Regions from separate parts of the Lactuca sativa genome. Here region 2 is linked to region 1. Evidence: chromatin contacts called from public Hi-C data. All regions are on one chromosome and are shown on one strand. Each heading gives the region's core, a stretch centred on a gene start, on an enhancer-like site or on the middle of the called end of the contact. The rest is flanking DNA. Distances are from core to core; before and after follow the strand shown. Region 1 holds the start of LOC111915686 (UDP-glycosyltransferase 89B2). Region 2 holds the start of LOC111915667.

Region 1 (6,710 bases), core at 1,207-3,706:
GAGGGTTATAAGCGTCCATTCAAGAACAATATAAACGAGAACCAGAGTGATATTGTTTTTGTTGTTATGCATCAATAGCAAAGTTGTTTGCAACCATGGCAGGTTTTGTTGCTACAGGGTGTTCCTGCTACACCGTGTTCCTGCGTGTATTTACAAGGTAAAAAAAACATAAAATGTTTAAATCGGAAGAAATGATGAAAAGGATATCTCCTTGAAAAATCAAGGGAATTAATCATTCCATTCCTTACCTTACCTGAGAGAGGGAGGGGGAGAAGTGACGATAGGTGTCGGCGACAAAGTGCAGATCAACGATGATGAAGGTCTGGAAATGGTGGGCGATGCAGGTCCGACTATAATGATGATAGAAATCGTTTGTGCTTCTCATTTCTTGAACCAAAGCTAATGTTCATTTAGGGTGAGTGGTTAATCATGTGGACCAATGTGTGTGGTTTTAGTGTGTGCTTGTAGTTGTCAGGTTATGGGTACACAGAGAGAGAGAGAGAGAGAGAGAGAGAGAGAGAGAGAGAGAGAGAGAGAGAGAGAGAGAGAGAGAGAGAGAGAGAGAGAGAGAGAGAGAGAGAGAGAGAGAGAGAGAGAAGAGAGAGAGAGAGAGAGAGAGAGAGAGAGAGAGAGGACCCCTTTTTATTTATTAATTATTAAAATACATATATTAGAATTAGATTAAAAAAATGAAAGAAAAATAAAAAATAAATAATCCAAGGGTATTACAGTCATTTTACTATTCAGAGGGACTAAAAACGTAACGAAACTTCTTTAAAAGGACCATCAATCCAAAAACGTTATGGTTTAGACTAAAATCCCAAAAAAAATTACATCCCGACTATTTTTGCAATTTTGTCTTTCATTTACGGAACAAGTTGAGGACTAGTTGGTCCAAATCTTTCCACGAACTTCCACCTTCTCCGACAGCTTCCTTCGCGGCTATGGCGAACTCTGTCACTCTTTTTCTTTCCACTCTTGTTTCCTCACTCACCAATTTCCTAAATAGTCGTGCCAACTCACCTGAATCAGGAACGGTATCAGCTCCTTCATATGCTTTGAGACCGACTTTCATCTGGTGCAACAGCATCGCATTGGAGAAGTTATCAGCGCTCATCGGCCATGTCAGCATTAAAACTCCGGCCATCAACGCTTCCATGATTGAATTCCAACCACAATGAGTCAATAATGCAACCACAGCACCATGATTAAGTATCGCCACCTGCGGAACCCAACCTCTGACAACAACTCCCCTGTCGACCACCCGATCTTCGAATCCGTCTGGAATCTTCCCGTAGGCTCCGGCAGCATGTCCTCCGGTGGGTTCCTTCACTGCCCATACGAACTTGACACCGCTTCTCTCTAACCCGACTGCTATTTCCTCCATCTGCTTGTTGGTCAACACAAACTGACTTCCGAAACTTAGGAACACCACCGTGTGAGCAGCACATTTATCGAGCCATGAAAGTACGTCACTAGAGCTTGAACTAGAACCACCTCTTTTGGTAGTATTCTTGCTAGAAGGAAGTAAAGGTCCAACGGAGAACACACGATCATGGCCAGATTCCGCCTTTATGTGATCGAAGTATATCTGATCCAACTCCCTAAACGAGTTGATAATGACTCCCCAACTCGCCATATTGGCACGTAACCCATCTTTGACGAACTCCGTAGTTGGGTCTCCTTCTACGTAGCTCCGGTACACCGGGGACACCTGCCACCATGGGAAGGTTGGGCAGTTGGGGATGTTTGGAAATGAAATCAGAGTGTTGACGTTTGTTGGGTCATCTCTTTTGGGGAGGAAACGCCACAGGGAGTTGATCACAGACAGACCCAAAGCACCGGTGGGAGAAAACACGTAACGGTGGATGCCGAGCTGGCATGCGAGGTTATGCGTCCACCCCAAAAACAAATCGGAGACGATGGCTACTGGCGGAGAAGGGTGGTTGCGGAACCATTCAAGTATGGGGTTGTAGAGATCGCCTAGGGCGACCATCATGTCGTTGAAGGCAGAAAATGGAAGGTCGGAAGCATTCTCGACGCCGGAAGGAATGGAAGGGTGGTATGGGAAGGGTAGGACGAGGCTTTTTATGGTGGTTGGATGAGCGGAGAGAAGAGGGGTTAACTGTGGAACGTTTTTGGGAGTGACGAGTATGGTGATGGATAAACCTCGGGTGGCTAATTGGTGGGTGAGATCAAGGAGAGCAAGCATGTGTCCCTGTGCAGGGTATGGGAATACCAGGACGTGGGCGCCGGTGCCGGAAACTTCCATGGTCAGCGGCGGCGAGCTGTTCGCCAAGGTAGGTCGGGTGGTCTCTGTCCTCCTTGTACATTTATCAAAACTTTTGTCATAATTAAAGAAAATGGGTTGGTAATGAGCACTGATCTTGGCACTACAATGTGGCAAACATTATAAAATCAAATAAAATTTTCAGGCAAAATATAAAAATTGTATTTGGAGCGTTGAATGTTTCAACGTTAATTTTTTATGTGATATGCTTATATTAAGTTAAAGCCAGATTATTAGTAAATTATTTTATATTTTGGAAAGACAGCGTTGAATGTATCAACCTCGACTTTATGTAACTTTGTTTAGACTTTACAACATACACGTATAAATAAGAAAATGTAATGTATGGTATTTATTTGACTACACATTTTCTATTGACCATTATCCAAAAAATGTATAATCTTATTTCTTTTGGCATCTTATAGGCTAGAGCACCTCCAATAAATCATATATCACGTAATAATTTGCATAGTTTTATGTTTTGACTAATTTTTTATTTTTTTCATCGCATCTCTATTAGTTTTATGACTTTATCTAACAAAATAATCATATTAATTTAAATCAGTTTTAATCGTCGACTATTTTTAAAACTTTTTATGAAAGTAACAATTCCCTCCACTTGAGCTCTGTGAATCAGAGAATTCCCTCCTCTAGAACCAGATTATCTATGTTAATATTCTTAATCACAACTATTTTGATTTTGATCGTCGATTTCGGATTCTATAACCCATCTTTCATTGAATATTTTTTAAACCATATTTGGGTCCTCATATACTTCTCTTTTCCAACAAGAACTACAGAAATTAGCACCCAATTTGTCATATCTAGAGTTATTCTATTTAGTTTTTGTTTTGTTAGATCAATCTAACCGTAAAGATCTTATCACTAAAGTTAGGTTCAAATATTTGTCACATTTATTGTTTATTAGAATAAAAATTTAATAAAAATTAAATTATTATTTAATTAAATAAAGATAAATATTAAATGATTTTCATAATTATATGTATATTAAATGATATCCATAATTATAATTTTTTTTATGGAAACTAATTAAATTAATTATTAATATCAACAATCATATTTTTTTAGAATGAATTTGCATATAGTTTTTCTTGTATGAGTTTGTATTTTGTTTCATGACTCATTCACTCAAAATGCAACAAAGTTGACTAAAACATGAAGAATGAGAATGCATTATAGTAGAATGAAAGTTTATTCTAAAAGAATGAGAATATATTTTAACAAAATGAGAGTGTATTTTAGTAGAATACACTCTCGTTCTTCATATTCAAGGCAAATTTGTTGTATTTTAAGTGAGTGAGTCCAAAAAACAAAACACAAACTCATACATGAAAACCTAGATACAAATTCATTATGAAAGAATGTTATTGCTGACATTAATGACGAATTTAATTAGTTTCCATAAAAAAGAGAATTATAATTATAGATATAATTTAATATACATACAATTATGGAAATCATTAATATATATTTATTTAATTAAATAATTATTTAATTTTATAAAATTCTTATTTGTGTATTTTAACACACAATATATATAAAAAACACATGAACCAAGCCCCTTACCCTTACCATAAGTTCTCCCAAATTTGCTGATAAATTAAGGTTTTTATGTTTATGGGTGTCATCGTGATCAGTTAGTCGATTTTTGGTTTCTAGGTTTTAATCTAAAAAATTATATAGTTATCTAGTCTTGGTGGGTTTCATTTTGAGTTTGGTGGGGATGTTTATTGCTTACCGGTCCCAAATCTGCCACACGAATGGATTATTAGAGGGAGTATTTTGGGATTGTCGAATGGTTTGGTGGGGAGTTTTGGACTACAGAAAATGCACGAGAGTTTTCATCTGCTGTAAAAGGAGAGACACTCGAAGGTACTTTTTTTAACTTCTTTGATATAAAAATAACACCAGTTGATTCATTTTGATTTGATATTGTTTTCCAGACACAATAAGAACAGTTGAAGGGTATTCAAACATAATTGTGATGAAGCCTTTTGAAAGTGGTGATGCTAAAAAGGTAGCCATGACAGCTCACATTCTTGTTATTAATGTTGGTTAGGTATATATACACACTTTATTCTTTTGTTCTTCACTACAAGAAAAAGTCGAAATAACTACGGAAAAATTCCGTAGCTAAAACATGATATTTGTAGTGACAAAGAACATGGTTTGACATGCGGAATTAAAGCTTGCACAATTGAACATGGTGATTTGGGTGATCAAGAGATGAATTGATTGTATATGGTGTTACAAAAAGGATCTAGATCTAGACTACATAAATAACACACACTTACACACTCACTTTTACATCTCTCAAGCACACCTCTACAAGTGGTATGAACCCACCTTATATAGAGGTGTTTACATGTCTCTCGCTCACTCTCACTGACACATGTGTCAAAAGGCAAATACTCCACATGCAAGTGGGTTTTACAAAAGTCAAACATTTACAAAGTCAATCATGAATAACCTTGCACCCCAACATTCTCCCCCTCAAAGTTAGGAATGAATGACCCACTTCAATTCTTCCAAAGTCGAGCAACTACGCGGTTCGAGCCTCAAAGGTGACACATGTTGAAACGAACTTCAGTCTTCAATTCTTCCACGATTCTTCAATTTGGGCTCTAGGATGTGAGACCATACAATCCGAGCAGCAACGAATGATTAATTCCAAGTAATCACCCAAAAGTTGCGCATAAAAACACACCCTAAAAATCTTCAATAAAACCAAACCCATTTCAAATACATCACCTCCGAACTTCCAATTGTATCATCTCGTAAGCTTCAAAACTTCAAGATCACTTCGGTCTTCAAATCCGCGTAATATGAAAAATTCAAGTTCGAATTTCCATATAAAACTTCTCCCCCTTTTTATAATCGAAATTTGATTATAAAACTCCAAGGAAAAAGAACATGCTCTATTTGGAATTTTTCGTGTCAAAACTCCCCCTTAACATGTGGCATAAACTTTGTGCTTCAATCCGGAAAATCCAAAAAATATTCAATTTTTAGCTTCGTTCACGGATCGCCTTTGACAAAATTTCTCAAAAATGGGTAGAAATTGTCAATTTCAAAATTCTGCAGTGACCCGTTGCGCCAAAACAGTCAAATATGCGAAACACACCCCATTTGCGAAACAGGGTAGAATGTGTAAATTCACACAAACTGCAGGGACTAGAAATGAAAATTCTGCAATTTCTTAGCTTTTATTACCCATTTGCGAAGTTGTGTATTTTCTGCCAACTTTTCGAGAAACTGCAGGTGTGCGAAATGAAAATTTTGCATTTTTGTCATTATGACCCCATTGCAAAAGTGGGTCAAAAATTTTCACTTCTTTGAAAGTTCAGGGATGCAAATCGACATAATCTGTTTCTTCTCCACTTTGCTTCCAGATGCGAACTCTCCAAAACATCACAAATTGCGAATGATGACTTCTTGTTTGACTTCCAAATTGGTACTAGATACGAACGACCCATATCACAACCTTATATGCGAACGTTCTTGACCATGTATGGGAACTCATGTTTGACCAAAGCACATTATGCGAACCCGGTTTTGATATTCACTGCCTTTGCTACAAAAATTTTCGCATTGATTTCATTCACTCATATGTGAAAATCCAAACCACCAACAATTTACTGTTCGTTCCCAAATCATCGACCATACAGGAAAACAAGTATTCGCACATCGATTCTTCAATTCCTTTCGTTGCAGTCGACCTTGAACATTCAATTTTTCGTGCATACAGATTCCAAATACTTTCAAAATCCATAAACATCAAAATCTTCGCTTTTTGAGTTTCATTCCAATGCATCAACAACAAACATTCGCTTTTTCATCACAAATCGTCGAACATAACCAACATAAGGAAATCAAAATCAACTTCCTTTAATCCTTATCTTCGCATAATCGATTCCAATATCTACTTAGACTTCGCATCGACCATCTGTTCGTCAATGGATCCAAGTTTCCATCGATTCCAATCCTTCCATCAACAAACGAAATCAAAAACTTTCGCACATCGACCCAAGAACAAAAATCTTCGAAATCAGATTCCCTACTGTTCGTTCTCAAAGCATCCAAACCTTGACCCTTCGCACATTCACTTAGATCAAGCATCTAATTTCCCAGACTTCGCTTTAATCATTCAAACCACAATATCCAAAATCGACTTAGAATCCTGGACATCGATCTCAGCTGTAACGATTCGATTTTCATTCCAAATCCAAAACCCAAGTATCGAACAACATTCATCTACTGTGTTCAACATCAAGAACATAGAATCAACCAATTTTCGAAATTAACTCTCAAATTGATCTTGATTTCGACACACACAGCCTCAAAACAACTTGTATCTATCGATTTCATCTACCAATTCATCACACAATCATCGACTTTG
Region 2 (7,431 bases), core at 1,653-4,152, 210 kb before region 1:
GCAAAACGAAAAAATTGCAAGTTTGGTTACTGTGGTATGTGGTATGTATGTTTCGTCCAATATTTTGAAATTGTACTAGTGGTCCAAAACTTTCAATTTGTTCTGAGTTTAGTCTAAAATTTTCAAAACTTTCTTTTTAAAGATAGATTTGCCCTTGTCTTTTCCTTTTTAATTACTTTACCATTTTTCTATTATGTTTCTTTTTTATTGTAGAAAAAAAAAAAAAAAAAAAACAAGCCCCACCCTCTCTCTCTCTCTCCCCCTCTTTTACATATCTTAATATGTGTTTCACAAATAGAAAATACGACCACCACCATCGGCTAGAGTTTTGAACTCCACCATCACCACCAATCAGTACCATCACATGTAGCCTAAAGATGAGATAGAGCACCACCATCCTACCGCCATCTATTTTCAAGCGTAGCACCTTCTCGTTAGATCCAGAAAGATGAAGAAGGGTTCATAAATAGGAGGCTGGTGACGGAGGAGGTCTAACGAAGGAGATATGTTCGAAATTCGCCACCGCTAGCATCGTTGTACAACACATACGCTAATGTCGCTCACTTCGTCGCCACCCCACATATAAGAGGCCCTAGCTCAAGATTTCGCATTTTCAAAAATCCTAACTTCATATTATTCTCTCTTCCAATCTATCGTTCCCTAAAGACGGCTACGAGCTATGAGATACTGAAACCCTAGCGTCACTGCTCATTTAGGGTTTTCCTACATCGTCATATCCTTTGTCTTTCCAGAATTGAAGATGGTGGCGTTGATGTTACACTTTGAGAAGACGATGGGTTTGCTATGAGCAGCGGCTCCGAAGAAGTATATTCAGAACTGTCAAAGGGCCCATACCATATGTTTGTTGTTGGAGCTACACATATGTTCGTTGTTGGAGCTCGGACCACCCTTTTTCGTCTTTCTAGATCCAATTTCGAACTCACATAGACCATCTGGTTTTGTTAGGGTTTGAACGTGCCCATACCATACATTTATTGCTTGTACGTTTACAAATCTTGTTTTTCTTGTGGTTTCAAATCTAGTAATGTGTTGTTATTACAAATCTAATTGTTCTTATGGGTTTAAAAATCTGGTTATTCTTGAGGTTAAAGTTGTAGATCAGGAAAAATAGAATGTTTTATTTTTCAGATAAAAAAGAAAGTGTTTGAATCCAACAGATGATGGTGGTAGGTCTTGAGTTTGAATTTGAAATCGTAGATCTGAAATTATTTTAGTTTTTTGTTATTCAGATATGCAAAATTTGTGTTGCGGTGATGACCGACAGTGGCGGCAGTGACCGACGGTGATGGTGGTGACGGTGACTGACGACAGTGTTGGTGGCGTTTACCGAGGGTGTGATGGTAGTGATATATATATATATATATATATATATATATATATATATATATATATATATATATATATATATATATATATATATATATATATATATATATATATATATATATATATATATATATATGGGTGATGGTGGATTTAGCGGAAGGGTAGTATTTTTTGTTTTTTTTTATAATTTTTGTAATAAAAAAAGTAAACTAAAAAACGAAACTAAAGGGTAAATTTGTCATTTTAAAAAATATCAAATCAAACTTAACCCAACTCTCAACAAAATAAAAGTTTTGGACCACTGATATAACTTCAAAATATTTTGAACCAACCTTTTTTTTTTTGGAACTGACAAATTTTATTAAAAGCAACCCTAACAAGAAGCTAAAGGGTGCCAAATTACAATTCACTTTGAATCTAAGAATTACATAAATAAAAAGGAGTTTTTAGCCATTCCCCCCCAAATAAAATTTCCTTTCCCATAATGATGCTTGATCCAAACGTGAACCACTGATCTAATTCCTTCAAACACCAATTCCGGGGAAGCGAATCTTGTGTTAAGTACTCTCTCATTTCTACCTCTCCAAATACCCCATAATGCACCAGAAATGATTGAATGCAATGTTTTCTTCCGTTTTAGACATTCCCCAAATATTGTCATGTTAGTTAACAACTCCTTTACCCTAGAACATCGTTGAGGTTTGACTCTACACCATTCCCAGATCTGGTTCCAAATTTTTGCAACGAAAGGACATTCCAGTAACAGGTGATCTGCTGACTCCATTCCAAATACACAAGCACTGCATTGTACAGATTGGACCTGAACTCCCCATCTAGAAAGAGCGAGAGCAGTCGGGATTCGGTCCCATCTTGCCCTCCAAATAAAACAACTTACTTTGATGGGTATCCAATTATTCCATTGAAATACTCCATCGGGAATCAGATGGTTTGCCCGGTCAATCCTCCTCCTTAAGGCTGCAATACTAAACTGTCCATCCATTTCAAAATCCGATTCCCATCCTGTTCCCTCTTGGTCTCGCCGAATAACTTCAGAACCTGCAATATTTAATTTCTCCAGTGCAGTTTTGCAATTATCTATGTTTTTCCACACACCACAAATATATCTGGATGACATCCTAGATGGTAGCTGTATATCAATTTTATGAATACCTTTTATAATCCTTGCCCATAATGCACACCTTTCCTTTAAAAATTTCCATCTCCATTTTGATAATAATGCCAAGTTCAGTGACTTAATGGATCCGAGACCTAGTCCGCCCACTTCTTTTGGAGAGAGGATTTTTTCCCATGCCACCCATCGGATTTTTGATGTGTTATTTGATCCTTCCCATATGAAATTCCTCCTTATTCTCTCCATGGTTTCGATAACCCCCACTGGAGCTGCAAAAATTGATAAGTAAAAAAAGGGAAGACTCCCTAGGACTGAAATTGCTAATGTAAGCCTCCCCCCAAAACTCAAAGTCTTTGATTTCCATCCAAAGAGTTTATTGTTAATTTTTTCTATCACTGGCTTCCAGGAGTTTTTGCGGTTCATATTCGCGCCTACTGGAACCTGAGATACGTGAAGGGAATTGAGCTCGACTCACATCCCAAAGGTGACGACCATCTTTCTACCTCATGAGGATCAACACATATACCATAGACTTTCGACTTATTGAAATTAACACTCAACCCAGAGGATACTTGAAAACACTTAAGGATCCTTGCTAAGTTCTTTATATTTTGTTTTGATCATTCACCAATGAAGATGGCATCGTCAGCATAGAATAGGTGAGAGAGATGAATAGTAGAGTTGGGAATAGATATTCCCTGGAAAACTCCTTTTGATATTGCTTCCTTTAACGCAATATTTAATCATTCCATAACCAAAATAAAAAGAAAGGGAGATAGGGGGTCTCCTTGCCTTACGCCTCTTTCTAGTTGGAATTCTGCCGTTGGACAACCGTTCACCAAAACCGATGCCCTAGCTGACTCTAAGCATCCTTTCATCCACATTCTCCATTTTATTCCGAAATTCATTTGTTGCATCATAGGGTCAAGGAAGTTCCAATTCACCGAGTCGAAGGCTTTGTTGAAATCAGCTTTGAAAAGTAACACCTTTTTGTTGGATTTCTTCCCCGATGACCAAATCTCATTTAACCAAACTTTTAATTTTGTCTTTGCAAAAAACTTCTCGGTGTCTTTATTTGGTAGTCCTAAACACTTGTATAGACCTTTTTAAAGGTTGTTAAAATCCCAACGATAAATTAAACACTAGCATAAATGATCATGAAATTCCTTCGATAAATCACACAATGTAAAGTTTCAATTATATTCTATCCATTATTTACTTATAATTAAACTTTATTAATAATATTAATTAATCAAACAAGATAAAAACTCATTAAATCTCTCTCTCTCTCTCTATATATATATATATATATATATATATATATATATATATATATATATATATATATATATAGAGAGAGAGAGAGAGAGAGAGAGAGAGAGAGAGAGAGAGAAAGAGAGATAAGTTCATTTGAGACGGATTTAATTTTGTCAGACCGTGAGACCACTTTTTTCTAATGAAATATTTTAATATTAACTATCACATGGTTAAAAATGGCTTATAATGTAATCTTTGTTACATCTCTTGATAGAATTGAAAATAAACATTTCTAACCAAAGATTATAAATTAACAAAACAAAATAAATCACAAATTTATGTTTTGTGTATGACATGGGTGGGAGTGTGAGATGGTCGTTGGTAGGATTGAGCACAAATCGCACCGCACTTAAAAATAATCGAAAAAATTGTATAAACTAGAACAACAACAAAAACCGATTGTGAGGTTTTTTGCTTTTCAAAAATCGTAAAATTGCTATGAGGTGCAGTTTTTAATTTTCAAAAATCACAAAAACCGTAACGTACCTCATATATTATAATATTATATATATTTTTATTAATTGTTAATATATTGAATATTAAAAATAAATAAATAAGAACTAAAAGTTGAGTCTTTGAGCTGAGCAGGACTTCTCAAAAAAATCTTTTCTATCGTGTTTGCCCTAGTCTCCCTCATGTAGTCATGCTCAAACAATCAATGTTGTCTCCTGCTTAACTCGTATTTTAATATATTTATTGGTAATTATTAATTACATTATGTTTTTTTAAGATATTATTCGTTTGTAATTTAAGTTAATTGTCTTATATTTTATGTTTTTTTAATTATTACAAGTAACATTTTGAGCTATTAAAACCGTTTAAAAAAAGTCTTAATTATTTAAATGAGTCATGAAAAATCATAAATGGTTAACGGTGTCTAAAAACCACACAAAATAATCGTATCAAATCCATGCGGTTAATAATCCGACAACTAATAATAAAATAAAAAACCGCATAACTGTACCGCAAAAATAATTATACCAATCGGTTTTGAAAATAAATTAAACGCATTTACGGTTAGCTGGAAGGTTTTCGCCTATGGATGATTGGCGCTTGCTTCTGTATGAGCTTCTAATAGGCTGATTGTCGAAACGAGACACAAAATGTAAAATGGCGCATGGTTGTGTGTACGGAATATCATTAAACGACATCGTAAAAGGCTTTACCTCATTTTGATGATTCGCATGTCACATGCAAATGTTTGACCCAATTACCATTGAAAAGTTGGCCTGTTGGCCACCGCGCGGTTGTTTTTACGAGAAGCCTAATTCAATTTATGAATACTATATTATAATTTTCGATTGATCTTATTATTTATTATTTTATTTATTTATTTTGAACGGCAACATTATTTAAACAGTATCTATCCTAATAAATGAAAATGTAATTGCCACTTGTCATTCTCTCATTTATTTGGCCACATGTCATTTTGTCATAATTTTGAAATATATTTGTTTTCCACTTGTCAATTACTTCATTATTCATTTCCACTATATCATTAATTTAGTTTCCATAAATTAAACCTACTATAATAACTATTAATTTCAAATTTTAAATTTGAAATTTGAAATTTCAATTTCAAATAAATTTACATTTTAAACATTTGTATTTAACATTTTATTATAATAAATCGTTTAGTACACGGGTCTAACAATTAAACACATAATTTTAATTAATTTATTTTTTGCATTTTTTTTCATAATTTTCACTTATTTCATATTTCAAATTCAAATAAACTTTTCATTTAATTGTTCATGTTTAACATTATGTTTTAATTAACCCGTATAATATACGGGTTTCACAACTAGTATATAATATAACAAACGCATGTAGCCAGGGACTGGTGAGTGAAACAAGTACCCAACGAACTATAATTAAAAAAATATATATATGAAATGAACTCTAACTAGAAACCGACACCACATAGTGCAATAGTAACAAGCTTTGCAAGGAAAACTGAAGTTGGCACCGTCCTTGTATTAAAACCATGAACCAATCTCAATAGTAGCGGAACCATAAATTTTGATACGGGTACAAACATTGTCAAAATATACTTTATGTAATTATCCTTAGGGCCGGTCCAGACGGTGGGCAACCCGGGCGACTGCCCAGGGCCCACGTCTCCAGGGGGTCCAAAAATTTTAGGCTATATAGTTTATATATATAAAAAAAATATTACCTAAATAACTTTTAGTGTCTAAATTTGGTTCAAACTCAAACTAGCTTAAAAGATAAACAATTTGACCTACTTGTTATTGCTAATTGAACGCGTTTATAGTGAAGAATAAATGACTTTTTTTTAATATTTATTATATTTGTCTTTAAGGGCCCCTTTTCTTCTTCTCGCCCCGGGCCCCATATACGTTTGGACCGACCCTGATTATCCTATCCCGGACATTAAAAAACATGGTATAATCTCTTTGGTTGAGTGTACAATAACATATAACATGTGTGTTTGTATGTATGTATATATATATATATATATATATATATATATATATATATATATATATATATATAGAGAGAGAGAGAGAGAGAGAGAGAGAGAGAAATGATCATTTGAGAACTCAAAGTTTCCCGATAACCCGAGAACCAAACCAAGGTCGTTAGATCAAAATAATAAAATTTTAGGATCTTTTGTGGCATTTTTGTAAATACTTGGGGAAAAAACAACACGAGAGCATGATAATTAAATGATTCAGTGGCATCTTAGTGATGAATTACCATGAATCAGGTCAACTCCCACCGTTCTCTCTCTCTCTCTCTCTCTCTCTCTCTCTCTCTCTCTCTCGATATCATCCCACCTCCCACTGTCACATCACCTCCAAAGAATACCCCTTCACTTATGTTTTTCCTCGTCACCGTTATCTTTGGTCGTCGTTGATATGGAAATTGGAATCGATTTCTCGCCTTATGTTCTGATTTGAATGCTCTCGTTGATCTCCTTCCTCAAAATCAATAACGTTTGATGAAATCGGAGATCTGTCGCTTGTAATTCTCTTACAGTCGATCTGCCAATTGGAATCGATTTCTCGCATTTTGTTCCGATTTGAATACTCTTGCTGATCTCTTTCCTCCAAATCAATATAGTTTGATGAAATCAAAAACAAGTCAATCTAGTTTGTTGAAATCGCTATCCATTACAACACTCAGAAGCAACCATAAATCATCTCAGGTTCGTCTTTATCCAAAAACGTTGATGTGTCGTTGTCATACCCTCGGACCAAGGATGGCGGAAACATCCGGGGGTGGAGGACTTCATGTATAGTATCACAACAAATGTATAATAGTGCTCAAAGTAAAACAACCATCATAATTATAATTGAAAAAGTTACACCATAGTATGAGTTTACATGTTTCTTATTCAATTACAAAATGATGACCAAAAACGAAATGTTTGACGATTTAACGTCCCATCCTCAAAAGCTGTAGATTTCCTGTTTCACTGATTTCCTGGGAATACAAGTAATTTTAGAAATGTCAACAATTAAGTTGGTGAGTTCATAAGCTTTTGGATGAAGAGTTTGAAAAATCCTTTGTTTGTGAATGTATTGCATACCAAGAAAACCCCTTATTTTCATTAATAAATGTTATGTAGTCTTAAATCCCAAGACCGAGTGTCTATGTGTTTCGAA

The links. Hi-C and Micro-C count contacts between places; a contact is called where the count stands out from the background.
Region 2: a contact with region 1 is called in a Hi-C map of leaf, with 4 times the contacts expected there. The contact joins the promoter of LOC111915667 here to the promoter of LOC111915686 in region 1. A contact is called at or near these places in 3 of 4 Hi-C or Micro-C datasets (leaf and seed).

The regions. Positions count from the first base shown.
Region 1 is chr1:18,652,496-18,659,205 of Lsat_Salinas_v11, reverse strand. LOC111915686 (UDP-glycosyltransferase 89B2) reads right to left here and starts at 2,456. Exons shown (of 1, transcript XM_023911317.3): 1 at 751-2,456. The coding sequence starts at 2,272. The coding sequence ends at 863.
Region 2 is chr1:18,863,160-18,870,590 of Lsat_Salinas_v11, reverse strand. It overlaps LOC111915667, which reads right to left and starts at 2,902. Exons shown (of 1, transcript XM_023911304.1): 1 at 1,772-2,902. The coding sequence starts at 2,902. The coding sequence ends at 1,772.